2 separate regions of the Mus musculus genome follow, and region 2 is linked to region 1. The links are chromatin contacts, called in public Hi-C maps. All regions are on one chromosome and are shown on one strand. Each heading gives the region's core, a stretch centred on a gene start, on an enhancer-like site or on the middle of the called end of the contact. The rest is flanking DNA. Distances are from core to core; before and after follow the strand shown.

Region 1 (6,400 bases), core at 1,615-4,114:
GAGAGTATATGCAAATTAACAAAATCAGAGATGAGAAGGGGGACCTAACAGACACTAAGGACATTCAAGAATCACTAAGGACACACTTTAAAATCCTGTACTCCATCATATTGGAAAATCTAAAAAAAAAAAAAAGAGGATAATTTATTGATGTATAAATACAGACCTATAACCCCTATTTATTACTTCTATTTAGAGGCAGTAATTAAGTCTACCAAAGCAAAACAAACCCAAAAACAAGATTAAGAGGATAATTCTCTCCCGAAAAACCAAAAATGAATGAATGAATGAATAAAGGATAATTCTCCTGAAGTCAATGTCTGGAGACAAACATGTTATCCCAGCACTTGAAGACAGAACAACAAAAAAACGGGGCTGGAGAGATGGCTCAGCAGTTAAGAGCACTGACTGCTCTTCCGAAGGTTCTGAGTTCAAATCCCAGCAACCACATGGTGGCTTACAACCATTCTTAATGACATCTGACTCCCTCTCCTGGTGTGTCTGAAGACAGCTACAGTGTACTTACATATAAAATAAATAATAAATAAAATCTTTAAAAAAAAGAACAACAAACAAACACAAACAAACACCTAAGGCCAGATGGTTTTAGCACAGAATTCTACCAGATTTTCAAAGAAGAATTAATGCCAATACTTCTCAAACTATTCCACCAAATAGAAACAGAAGAAACTTTGTCCAATTTGTTTTGGGGCCAGTTACTCTGATACCCAAACTACAGAAATACCCAACAAATAAAACTATGGACCAATTTTCCTTTTGAACATAGATGCAAAAAAATTCAGTAAAATACTTAAAATACAAGTACATAGCAAAACAATCATCAACCATGATCAGGTTGGCTTTATTTCAGAGATGCAGAGATGGCACAACATATGTAATGGATAAATATGACCCTCCAGATAAATAGACTGAAAGAGAAAACCACATGATTATTTTATTAGATACTGAAAAGGCCTTTGACAAAATCCAACATCCTTCCATAATAAAAGTCCTGGAGAGACAAGAATATACATCAACATGATAAAGGCAATTTATAGCAAGCTCATATCCAACATCAAATTAAATAGAGAGAAACTCAAAGCAGTTCCACAAAAATCAGGAACAAGACAAAGCTGTGCATTCATTCTCTCCATACCTATTCAACATAGTACTTTAAGTCTTGGCCACAGCAGCAAGACAGCTGAAGGAAACCAAGCGCACACAAATTGGAAAGGAATTTGTCTGTGAGTTCATACAGTTCAGTGAAGCCTCCCCACAAGGGCAGCCGAATCCATAATAAGGAGCCAGAGACTAGAACAAATCGACAATTAGCCTGAGGCCAAGCAGAGCAATTAAGTGAGAAGCTGAGAGAAACCAGATTGAATCCGTCAGCTTGGAGAGGAGTTTGGGCCAGAACTGAGTTGAAACAGCTAGCGAGCCAGAGTTCAGGAAGAACTAGAAAGGACGAGCTTAGTCAGTAGTAAGCCCCTGAAAGGACAATTACATCAGGAGAATAAAGTTATTATTTACACAGCATGATATTGGTACAAAAATGCATATGTTGATCAATGGGATGGAACTGAAGACCTAGATGTAAATCCTTACACCCATGGACACTTGCTTTTTGATAAAGCCAAAGATGGGGAAAAGGAAGCAACTTCAACAAATGGTGCTGGTCAAACTGGATGGCTGTTTGTAGAAGAATCCAAATAGATTGATCCATACTTATCACCAGGTACAAAATTCAACTCCAAATGGATCAAAGACCTCAACATAAAACCAGACACATTGAAGCTGATAGAAGAGAATTGGCACAGGAAGACTTTCTGAATAGAACGCTAACAACACAGGCATGAGATCAACAATAAATGAAACTGAAAAGCTTCTGCTCAGCAAAGACTCTATCATTTGGACAAGTTGGCAGTTTGCAAAACGGGCAAAGATTTGTACTAATTATACATCCCACAGAGGGCTAATACCAAAATATATAAAAAACTCAAGGGGAAAAAACCAAACATAGACATCAAGAAAACAAGGAAACTAATTTAAAAATGGGATACAGATCAAAATAGAACATTCTCAAAAGAGGAAACTTGAATGCCTGAGACACGCTTAAATGTTCATCCTTAGTCACCAGGGAAACACAAATGAAAACTACTTTGAGATATCATCTTACCCTGTCAGAACGGCTAAGATCAATAATCAAATGACAGCTCATGTTGGTTAGATATGAAATAAAAGAAATACTCATCTTTTGCTAGTGGACCTGAAAACTTGACCAGGCTCAGTGGGATTCAATGTGGTGGTTCGTCAGGAAGAGGGGAATCAATCTGCCCTCAGATCCACATCTGGGGCATAGACCTAAAGGATGCTCCATCCTGCCAAAGACACTTGCTCAGTGTTCATTGCAATAGCCAGAAACTGACACCCTAGATGCTCATCAACAGATCTCCCGCAACCTTTCCTTTATACTACCAATTATAAAAGCACAAAAAAAATACAGCAATTTGAACTGGATAATTAAACTTTAGAAGAATAGATCACATAAGTCAGAAATAAAGGGAAAACCAAAAATAGATTAAGAGAAAAAAAAAAAAAAAACCAAATGCTTGAGGTTTGAGTCAACTAACCAAACAAAACATTAAAAAATTGCTATTCTGAGACCTTTAAAAACTAATGAGAATTTGAATACTAATTTATAATTTAGGTTATTATACTTTATAGGCATATAAACAGCCAAAGTGGCTCAAGAAAACCTGACTTTTAAAAAAATTGTTATGTCACTGAGGTCCTTAAGCATGCTAGGCAAGCACTCAACGACTAAGCTGTGTTCCTCATGGCTGCTTGGGACTGCATGGCCACTCTGCAGGCTGCTGTAGTGTTCCTCATGGCTGCTTGGGACTGCAATGGCCACTCTGCAGGCTGCTGTAGTGTTCCTCATGGCTGCTTGGGACTGCATGGCCACTCTGCAGGCTGCTGTAGTGTTCCTCATGGCTGCTTGGGACTGCATGGCCACTCTGCAGGCTGCTGTACTGTTGCATAACTGGGTTGGAGGCGTTGGCATTTTTACAGTCTTCAGAGTGCCTGTGCCTCTGAACGGATGCCAGTAAGTTCCCACTAGTCACAATTTTCACCACTTCCTGTTTCACTGGGTTTCTGTTGCTATTCTTCTCTAAGGAGATAATATTTCTGTCTGTATCCAAATGAAAGACAGGGAAGAAAAAACGAGAAAGAAAGAACACCAGTGGAGGGCATTGTGACTTTGTTTTCTGTGCAATCAGCATGTCTACTGTAGGTCCTGGTCCGCCAGCCCCTTCTGCCACTAAATCTGTCATCTGTCTTTATTTTTTTTCTATCTTTGGCTTTCCCATATCCGATTTTAAAAATGTTTACTTATATTCTCTTTTCGTATTTGCATGGTTTTATTCCTGAAATTTAAATGTTTAATCCACCTTGAATGTGATATTAGACAGCACTATGATGTCTATGAAGCCTAGTGCTTCGTATTAATTTAAACACATTAGTAATTCATTCAGGGTGAAGCAGTAGTTTTTTTAATATTTCAAAATTATTCTTACATAATCTTTTCTAGGTATGTTTATTTATTTATTTATTAACAAAAACTTCCTACAGCATTTATTGTCACCTAATAATAATGTGCAAGTAAAACAAGTTGAGTAAATGCAGGTTGCAGCAGACATCTTTAAACACGCTCAAGGGGCCTTCTCAACATCCTACAGGCGTCACCATTCACTGCTAGTTGGGAACACTTTGGAGCAGAGTAATATTATCTCCTTTTAGCATGATTCGACCCAGTTGTTTTCTTGACTTTGTTTTAGAATGAATCTCTTCTGCATTATCTAATACGAGGTTCATGTACTCATCAAAGCCAATAATACAACCTTCTATCCGCATATTCACTTGTTCATACAGCCACACCTGAATTCGAGATCTATTTTGCAAGTATCTGAAGATAAGGTTGATGGGCTGCACCATCACCTTCTGCACCTTTTGGCCCTGGCCGCGGTACGCCATTGGTATGTTTATTTTTAAAGATTTATTTTTTAATCTGTGTAGGTGCATCTGTCTGCATGTGTGAGTGTGCTCATCAGTGCGAGTGAGTTGTGCCTGAGGAGGCCAGGGGCACTGGGCAGCCTTAAGGCAGAGCTAGAGACCCACCTCAGGTAGGTAGTGGGAACCGAACCTGAGTCCTCTGGGAGAGGCTCTTAATCTGAGCCATTTGTCAAGCCCTCAGGTTTTAAAATGTTCTTTTGGGCTGTAAAGAACATCAAATGTATAGTTTACATAAAAGAATGGGTCTTGCTAAAGTCTGAATGCTTGTCTCCTTCCAAATTTATGCTGAAGTTTAATTTTGGTTGTAATAGTATTAATCGGCAAGACCTCTGAGAGGCGCAGAGTCATGTGCTCTCCTCTCATAAACGGATATCATGAGGTTGGTTTCTTATAACAGGATAGATTTGGCCATTCTGACTATTGGCTTTTCTTTGTATTTCCACCATATTATATAAGGCAACAGAAGGCCCTTGTGAGAAGTCTCAAACAAAATGAGAAGTAAACGTCTGATAACTGTGTGAATGTGTATATATGTGTACACATGTAAGTGCCTGTGTCTGTGTGGGTGTTTCCTCAAATGTTCTCTCTCCTTTCTTATGAAACACACTCTCACTGGAGCCCACTGACTTAGCTAGATAGAGTTGTCAACAAGCTCCAGGAGTCTGTGTGTGTGTGTGTGTGTTTGTGTGTGTGTGTGTGTGTAGACCGAATACCAGTGTCCATGTGCGGAAGTCAGAGAACAATTTGTGGACTCATTTCTCTCCACACACAATCTGACTTATGAGGACAGAACCAGGCTTGCATGGCAAACACTTCACCTGCCAAGCCATCTTATTAGCTCTTAACCTTATTTTTGAGACAAAGTCTCTCGTTGAACCTGAGCTCACCAATTTAGTTAGATGGTGTGTTGGTTACTTTTCTATTGCTGTGACAAGACACTGTAAGCAAGGCAATTTATAAAATAAACAGTCCCAGAGGGTTAGAGTCCATGCCCATCATGGTGGGGAACATGGCAGCAGGCAGGCAGGCAGGCATGGTACTGGAGCAGTAGCTGAGAGCTTACATCTGATCCACAAGCATGAGGCAGAGAAAACTGGGAATGTTGTGAGCTTCTGAATTCCAGGACAGCCAAGGCTACAAAGAGAGACCCTGTCTTGAAAGAAAGAAAGAAAGAAAGAAAGAAAGAAAGAAAGAAAGAAAGAAAGAAAGAAAGAGGCAAACAAGCAAGAAAAAAAGAAAGAAACCCTAGTGACACAGGTCCTTCGATAAGGCCACACATCCTAATACTTCTCTAACAGCTCCACCCCCTGGGGCCATCCTCATTCAGACCACCACCCATGGTTAACCAAGAAAGCCCCTGCTTTCTTCCACTATACACAGCCTTTTATGTAGGTTCTAAGACTCCTAACTCAGGTCCACATGCTTATGTAGCAAGAATTCTTATCAAATGAAGCCAGTATCAGCCTCTTAACAGCAATGTTTTAAACTTCCCAGTCCGTGGGATTCTGTGATACAGCAAACCTGGACTAAGATAAATCTTTATGTACAACACACATTCTTTTCATTCATCCTAGACTTATTCTGTTCCTTTAGAGAGATTTGGGCTTTAGGGATTTTTGTTTTGTTTTAGCTTTCTGTTTTTAAGAGCAAGTCTCACCATGTAGCCTTGGCTGTCCTGGAACTCGCTATGTGAACCAAGCTAGCCTTATGTTCTATTTTTATTTTTTGCAACAGGGTCCTGCCCAGGCTGTCCTTGAACTTCAGATCCTGCTGTTTCAGGTACCTGAGTGCTGGAACTACAGTTGATCACGCTATGCACAGCTGGAGAGGCTTAGAATACAAGGAATACAAAGTCTGAGGATACTCAGAGACTGAAGGAACTGATAGTGCAAACACATCTGTGAGAAAACAAAGAACACAGATGTGCTGGCTGGTTTTGTCAACTTGACACACATTTAGACATATCTGGTAAGAGAGAACCTTAATTGAGAAAATGCCTCTATAATATCAGCCTGCAGACAAGTCTGTTGGGCATTTTCTTGAGTAATGACTGACATGGGAGGGCCCAGGCCACTGTGGGCAGTGATAGCCCTGGAGAGGTGATTCTGGGTTGTATAAGAAAGCAGGCTGAGAGGCCAGGCGTGGTGGCAAATGCCTTTAATCCCAGAACTTGGGAGGCAGAGGCAGGTGGATTTCTGAGTTTGAGGCCAGCCTGGTCTACAGAGTGAGTTCCAGGGGACTATACAGAGAAACCCTGTCTCGAAAAACAAAAACAAACAAAAAAAAAAAAAAAAAAAAAGAAAAAGAAAGAAAGGAGGCTGAGGGC
Region 2 (6,400 bases), core at 978-3,477, 200 kb after region 1:
ATAGCTTTATGGCATCTGAAGAAGAAACTGAGGCTGAGGACAGAGGCAGTGACCTCAGATCTGCTTCCGTTGCTGCTTTGTCTGGGGATGAGAGGGCAGGATGAATTTCGAGGCCACTTATGTCTTGGATCCAGGAGTGCTCCTTAGCCCTCCTTGATAGAATCTCAGGGTCAGCCCCACGGGGTGAAAGGACCACCTAGAGATTGGGGTTCTATTCCTCCATCCTGGGAAAATGTTCTACATTGGAGCGGCCCTCTCTTCTGTCCTAGAAGTGTTGGATGTGGGCATCTTGTATTTGGGAGGAAGGCTCGGACTCGAGAGCCATGGGCTGGTAAGGTGCTAGAATAGATGGGATGGAATATCCTCAGTATGTCTCTTGGGTGGGAGGGAGTTGAGGGTCTGCTGTGTAGTATTGTCTTAGAAGAAGGTAAGACTAGGAAAGGAGAGGCTTCTAACTGATGTCACGAGGTGACACTGTGGCACAAGAGTCACTCTGGCCAGTGCTTCTCCCTGATTGTCATTTCATCTGCTGTCAGGTGTTCCTCTGTGGGCTTTGGCTGTTCCTCAGAGAGAGCTGCCAACCCCTTCCTGCCCTGTTGAGTCTGTATGGATGGGTTCCTCTTAGAGAAGAAAGGGAGGCAGTCCTGTCCTTCTCTAAAGAAACCTCTGCCCCTCTAAGGGTCTCTTGTCACTACCAGGAGACACCACCTTTGAGCTGGGAGCCACCTGGATCCATGGATCCCACGGGAATCCTATCTATCAACTAGCAGAAGCCAATGGCCTTTTGGAAGAGACAACAGATGGGGAGCGCAGTGTGGGCCGCATCAGCCTTTACTCCAAGAATGGCGTGGCCTGCTACCTTACCAACCGTGGCTGCCGCATCCCCAAGGACGTGGTTGAGGAATTCAGCGATTTATACAACGAGGTAAGGGGGCCGTCAGGACAGTGTGGGGACTCGTGGATGTTCTGAGTGAGCATCGGGACAGTGTGGGAATGCATGGATGTGCTGAGCATCAGGACGGTGTGAGGACTCGTGGACGTGCTGAGTGAGCATCAGGACAGTGTGGGGATTCATGGACGTCCTGAGCTAGGCAAAACACTGATTTCCTCAGAAAGTCCATGAATGTCATTTGCTAGACTCTACTAAGTGTTTGGGTTGTGGTAATTGTTGCCACTATGTTTTTGTTTTTATAGATACTGAAACATTTTCTAGTTGTTCCTAGTTTACAGCAATAGAGTCTCAAATCCCTGGTGGTTATTTTAGATAATTTGTTAATTTAGTTAATTCGTTTAGCTAATTCATTTACTTATTTCGTTAATAACATATCTATTGGCATTCTAATAATATTTTTGGAATTACACGTAACCAGCATCATTCAGGAGACCCTTTTGTACTGATGGGGATGTTTCAGATCTGAACCGTTTAGTATGGTAACTCCTAGCTACTCAGAGTTTTTGAGTAGTTGAACTGTAGCTAGTGAAACTATGCAGGAACTGATATTAAATTCCGAATGGCTACAGGTATGTAGTGGTTACTATAGTGAGAGTCCAGCCGCAGAGTACTGATTATTCGTATTACATTGGTTAGTATTGCAAATCTATTTTAGATAGAAGTAGCAATTCTGTGCATCATTGAAGTATCCAAGCCTCAAAAAAAAAAAAAACAAACCATCAGCGTTCTTAGTATCTCTCAGTAGCACTGTAAATTGCACTGAAGAGCTGAGTAAAAAAACAGCAGGTCTCACTGTTGTGACGACCCCACTCCCGGTCAGTAAATGGACTGCTAAGCACTCATTGTACACTCGCCAGTCTCCTGCTTCGTGGCGCTCCCTGGTCTGTGGAGGACCTGCACACTCTGTTCTCTCTATGGACCAACAAGTTATGTGGGTGCAGTTCCATGTTTTTACTCACATACAAAGGGCAGATAGTAACCTGCGTTTTTCAAAGTAGACCTTACTGGCCTACGTGCTGACTCCTGAACGTGCTTTAAGCATAAATACTTAGGTTTTCATTTTTTAATTATTATTTTTAGATAGGTCTCATTATAGCTCATCCTGGCCTTAAATTTGCTATGTAGCCAAGGCTGGCCTTGAAGTCCTGATTATTTTTTTCTTCGCCTTCCAAGTGCTGGGACTGCAGATGTGTGCCACCATGCCTGGCTATGTGGCTACTTCCTGAGAATGACCCTCAGTGGCTGTGACTTGTTCTACTTCCTGTTGGTCAGTTTCACTTCTGAAAGCCAAGAGAGGGGGCTGTGGAAAAAAAAATGGACAAGGTAGTTATGGAACGGCAGTGCTGCCTAGTGTCTGAAGGAAGAACTATCGGCCAAGATTTCCTTGTGTGGCTTTTGGTCAATGCTGGCGACCATTCTAAGTTGCCAGGTGAAGCCATGCCTAAAGGTAGCTTTATATAAATGTTTCCAACAAAGATGGCTCTGAAGGGCCATTCCTATGGGTGTGTGTGTGTGTGTGAGGACAACGTTGTTCCACCTTACATTTCGAGGCAAAGTCCCGTAGTGGTTTTGAAGCTCAGTATCCCGGCTGGAAGAGCTGGTGGGTGAACCCTCTGGCTCTGCCTGACTCCAGCCGCCCAGGGCTAGGTTTGCAGTTGTGCTGGGGATCGGAACTGAGGTCCTCAGGCTTAAGCAGGAACTGCTCTACTTGCTGGGCCATTTTCCCTGTCCTGGTTGGTTGGTTTTCTCTCAGTGCTGACCGAGTCCAGGGTCTTGTCTGCGCTAGACTGGTGCTGTACCGCTGAACTGTAGCCCTAGCCTTAGACAGAGACCATTGAACACTTAAGCTGTAGGACCTCCTGGACCCCCAGTTTTCCCATCTGTAAAATGTACATGGCTGTGTTTACTTCCGAGTGTTCCAAGGATTGTAATCCCAATGAAAAGTATTTAAGAATCGGTGTAGTGGTCATAGGCCTGTGCCCCACACCCTCCTTTCATGTCTGGGAGGAGACTGTACCCACAAGATAGTCCTAGTTGGTGATGGCTACATTTGTTACTCCTCTGTAGGAACCTATGGTCTTCAATGGTTACTATGTTGCTTATCTTATAGGGGGAAACCAGGGAGGAGAAGGAGAGTCCCTAGCTTGAGTTCCTGGCAGTGATCGTGCAGGAGGAGTTTGCTGAGGCTCCAGCTTTTGCTGACCACCCAGCATCTTGTGATTGTAGGCAGGACAAGCTAACAGTTTCACATATCTCCTTCTCTATAATTTATGCTGCAGAGGCATCTTTACTTCATGTGCCGGTCTCATGTGGAGGCTTCTGTCCTGTGGAACAGTGGGGGTGGTGTGTGGTACTGTAGCCACCTTTCACTCTGGCCCCACAGCTTTTCCTGGGGGCTGCTGTGCAGAGCAGACATCTTTCCCATGGATGCGTGCTGACCAAATAGAGACTGTTTAAGGAAGGAGATAACGGCTAATCAGCCTGGCCACAAGTGATCAGCCACAGGCTATCAGCTGAGAAGCTCTCTGCTGTAGTCCCAGAAGTGACAGCAGTGGGAGGGGCTCATGCTGCTCTCCCGTTCTCACATGGTGTCAGGGCCTTGACATAGTGGCTAGCCTTCCTGCCCTGGCACTTGCCTACCTTCCCAAGGCCATTCATTTCTTACAGCATTCTGCTGTGGCCTCATCCCCAAACCAACTCATTTCAAGTTTCCTGACCATCTCACCCTCCATCTTTGTGCAGTTTCTTCTGCTTGTAACCCTTTCTTCTCCCTGTCTTTGCCACTGTTGCTATATCCTAATGAGTTAGGATTGTCTTGGTTGACCTCAGCTTACCTGATTTCTTTCCAGGCACAGTGTATCATGTTGAAATCTTATTAGAATGTCTCATCGACTTGAGTATGGGCAAGGCTTGGAACTTTCTCTTGCTTAATACATTATGGGTGTGGAGCCCACAAATGCATGTTGAGTGAATGCTAGGGCCTGTCTAGGTGTAGACTTGCTCAGTGTTTGGGGGTAGCATGGGAGGATTATGGGAGGGGCTGGCAGAGGAGGCAGAAGGACCCTGTTTCAAGGGACTGATGGTCACTGTGGATTAAGGAGTGGGTTGGTATTTTGGCTGAAGAGTACCTGTCAAGTAGTTTCTGTTTCTTGGCCTGCTGGGGCCTCCCAGAGATGATACTTCTGCGTTGCTCTCTCCTCTCTTCCTTCCATGTACTCCAGACCAAATGAAGGGGCTCTTTATGGATCTGAGTAGTGCAGAGAGGATGTCTATAGGGGATAAGCTTTCTGCATCTGCTTCTTAGAAAAGGTGAATGTGTGCAGATCAAATTCTCTGGGGGATGGGAGTGGGGCTTGCAGATATGTGCAGAGCCCACAAAGAGGAATCTATAAGTCCCAGATGTTTTCAATTTGTTTTAGGAAGGCCCCCCCCCAAAGAAAGCTTGAGGTCCATCACACCTCTCTTACTGGTTTGGAGGTGAGGAGCTGGCTGACTAGAGCAGGTACCTTGCTCAACTTCATGCAGAAGCCACAGCTGCGCCAGGGACACCAGGGGACAGGTAGCTTTCCAGTTGGGCCCTCTGTAGAGGATGATAAGTGCTCAGTCTTTGGGTCTCTTTGTCAGGTCTATAACATGACCCAGGAGTTCTTCCGGCATGGTAAACCAGTCAATGCCGAGAGTCAGAACAGCGTCGGGGTGTTCACCCGGGAGAAGGTGCGGAATCGCATCAGGGATGACCCTGACGACACAGAGGCCACCAAGCGCCTGAAGCTCGCCATGATCCAGCAGTACCTGAAGGTATCTTTGCTGTGGAGTATAGATGCCAGAGTGAAAAAGATGAATTCTGGGGGAGTCTCTGTCCAGAGTGCCCTGCTGCTCAGAGCTCTTGTTCCTTGCATGGCCTAGCCTGCCTCACCTGGCTTCTCTGGGTCTTCCCTCAGGTGGAGAGCTGTGAGAGCAGCTCCCACAGCATAGATGAGGTGTCCCTGAGCGCCTTTGGAGAATGGACGGAGATCCCAGGCGCCCATCACATCATCCCCTCGGGCTTCATGCGAGTTGTGGAGCTGCTGGCTGAGGGCATTCCTCCACATGTCATCCAGTTGGGGAAGCCGGTCCGTTGCATCCACTGGGACCAGGCCTCGGCTCACCCCCGGGGTCCTGAGATCGAGCCCCGTGGTGAGGGTGATCACAATCACGACACTGGGGAGGGTGGCCAGAGTGGAGAGAATCCGCAGCAGGGGAGGTGGGACGAGGATGAGCCGTGGCCTGTAGTCGTGGAGTGCGAGGATTGCGAGGTGATCCCAGCGGACCACGTGATTGTGACCGTTTCGCTGGGCGTGCTCAAGAGGCAGTACACCAGTTTCTTTAGGCCATGCCTGCCCACGGAGAAGGTGGCCGCCATCCACCGCCTGGGCATTGGTACCACTGACAAGATCTTCCTTGAATTTGAGGAGCCCTTTTGGGGCCCCGAGTGCAACAGCCTGCAGTTCGTGTGGGAGGATGAGGCAGAGAGCTGTACCCTCACCTACCCACCTGAGCTCTGGTACCGCAAGATCTGTGGCTTCGATGTCCTTTATCCGCCAGAGCGCTATGGCCATGTGCTGAGTGGCTGGATCTGTGGGGAGGAGGCTCTTGTCATGGAGAGGTGCGATGACGAGGCTGTAGCTGAGATCTGCACAGAGATGCTTCGACAGTTCACAGGTGGGCCCCGTGTGCATGCCGCTCACTGGGGCTTGGGGCCACGTGTCCATGCGGCTCACTGGGGCTTGGCTACTTTCTCAGCTCCCAGATCTGTTTTACCCTTTCCAGATTGTGGCACTGAGGTAGCTGTGCCTACTGGGAGAGCCACTGCAGAGAACCATGTTTATTTAGCCTCTGCCTCCTCTGCTGGCACATTCATTTTGTAGTTCGAATGACTCAAAATGATCGCTCTTTTCACTAAGGGCTTCATGGTAAAAAGGGCTCAAGTGTCACCATCACCATAGCTGTCCATTTCCTGTTACTTAGCATCTTATTCAGAGGTAGAATTGTTTTACTCCGATTTTTTTTTTTTTTTTTTAGATAGGGTTTCATGTGTAGCCCAGGCTGGCCTGGAACTCACTGGATTATACCTACTTGCTTTGAACGCAAGATGCTCCTGCCTCGTTCAGCCTTCTGAGTGGTGGAACTATAAGCATATGCTATCATACACAGCATCTTTGACTCTTTTTTGCCCACGGTTGCAGGAGAGCCCATAATAGAAAGTGAAGCATGATTATCTGGAATTGTTTTGAATCCTGCCTTGACTCAACCCCAGGGCCCCGTGAGTGCTAAACTACCACTGAGGCACCCCCCGCACCCAGTGATACTTTAAGAAAACCAAGGCCTTGAGATATATAATGTTTGTTTTCTGGGGATCACTACAAAGTGATGAATGGAAATACAGCTTGAGTCCAGCCCCCCACATTC

What was found. A called contact is a pair of places that touch in the nucleus more often than the background predicts.
Region 2: a Hi-C map of bone marrow-derived macrophages shows a contact between it and region 1, with 22 read pairs. The contact joins two enhancer-like sites. A contact is called at or near these places in 1 of 484 Hi-C or Micro-C datasets (bone marrow-derived macrophages), 5 of 115 datasets of contacts at active chromatin or transcription factors (bone marrow-derived macrophages, cardiomyocytes, embryonic stem cells and 2 more) and 3 of 9 other capture datasets (adipose tissue, liver and pancreatic islet).

The regions. Positions count from the first base shown.
Region 1 is chr2:131,318,332-131,324,731 of GRCm38.p6, forward strand. The region is part of intron 1 of Rnf24 (ring finger protein 24); the gene reads right to left. It also overlaps the pseudogene Snrpert. Among named protein-coding and RNA genes, the nearest start is that of Gm30590, 31 kb to the right of the region's middle. Within about 2 kb of position 2,865, at least 157 of the 459 cell types and tissues checked have an H3K27ac peak or open chromatin away from gene starts, as enhancers often do. A contact at or near this core is called in bone marrow-derived macrophages and microglia, where this site is marked.
Region 2 is chr2:131,515,519-131,521,918 of GRCm38.p6, forward strand. It overlaps Smox (spermine oxidase), which reads left to right. Exons shown (of 7, transcript NM_145533.2): 3 at 699-925; 4 at 4,577-4,750; 5 at 4,894-5,653. Among named protein-coding and RNA genes, the nearest start is that of Gm30732, 7.3 kb to the right of the region's middle. Within about 2 kb of position 2,228, at least 14 of the 459 cell types and tissues checked have an H3K27ac peak or open chromatin away from gene starts, as enhancers often do. A contact at or near this core is called in bone marrow-derived macrophages and microglia, where this site is marked.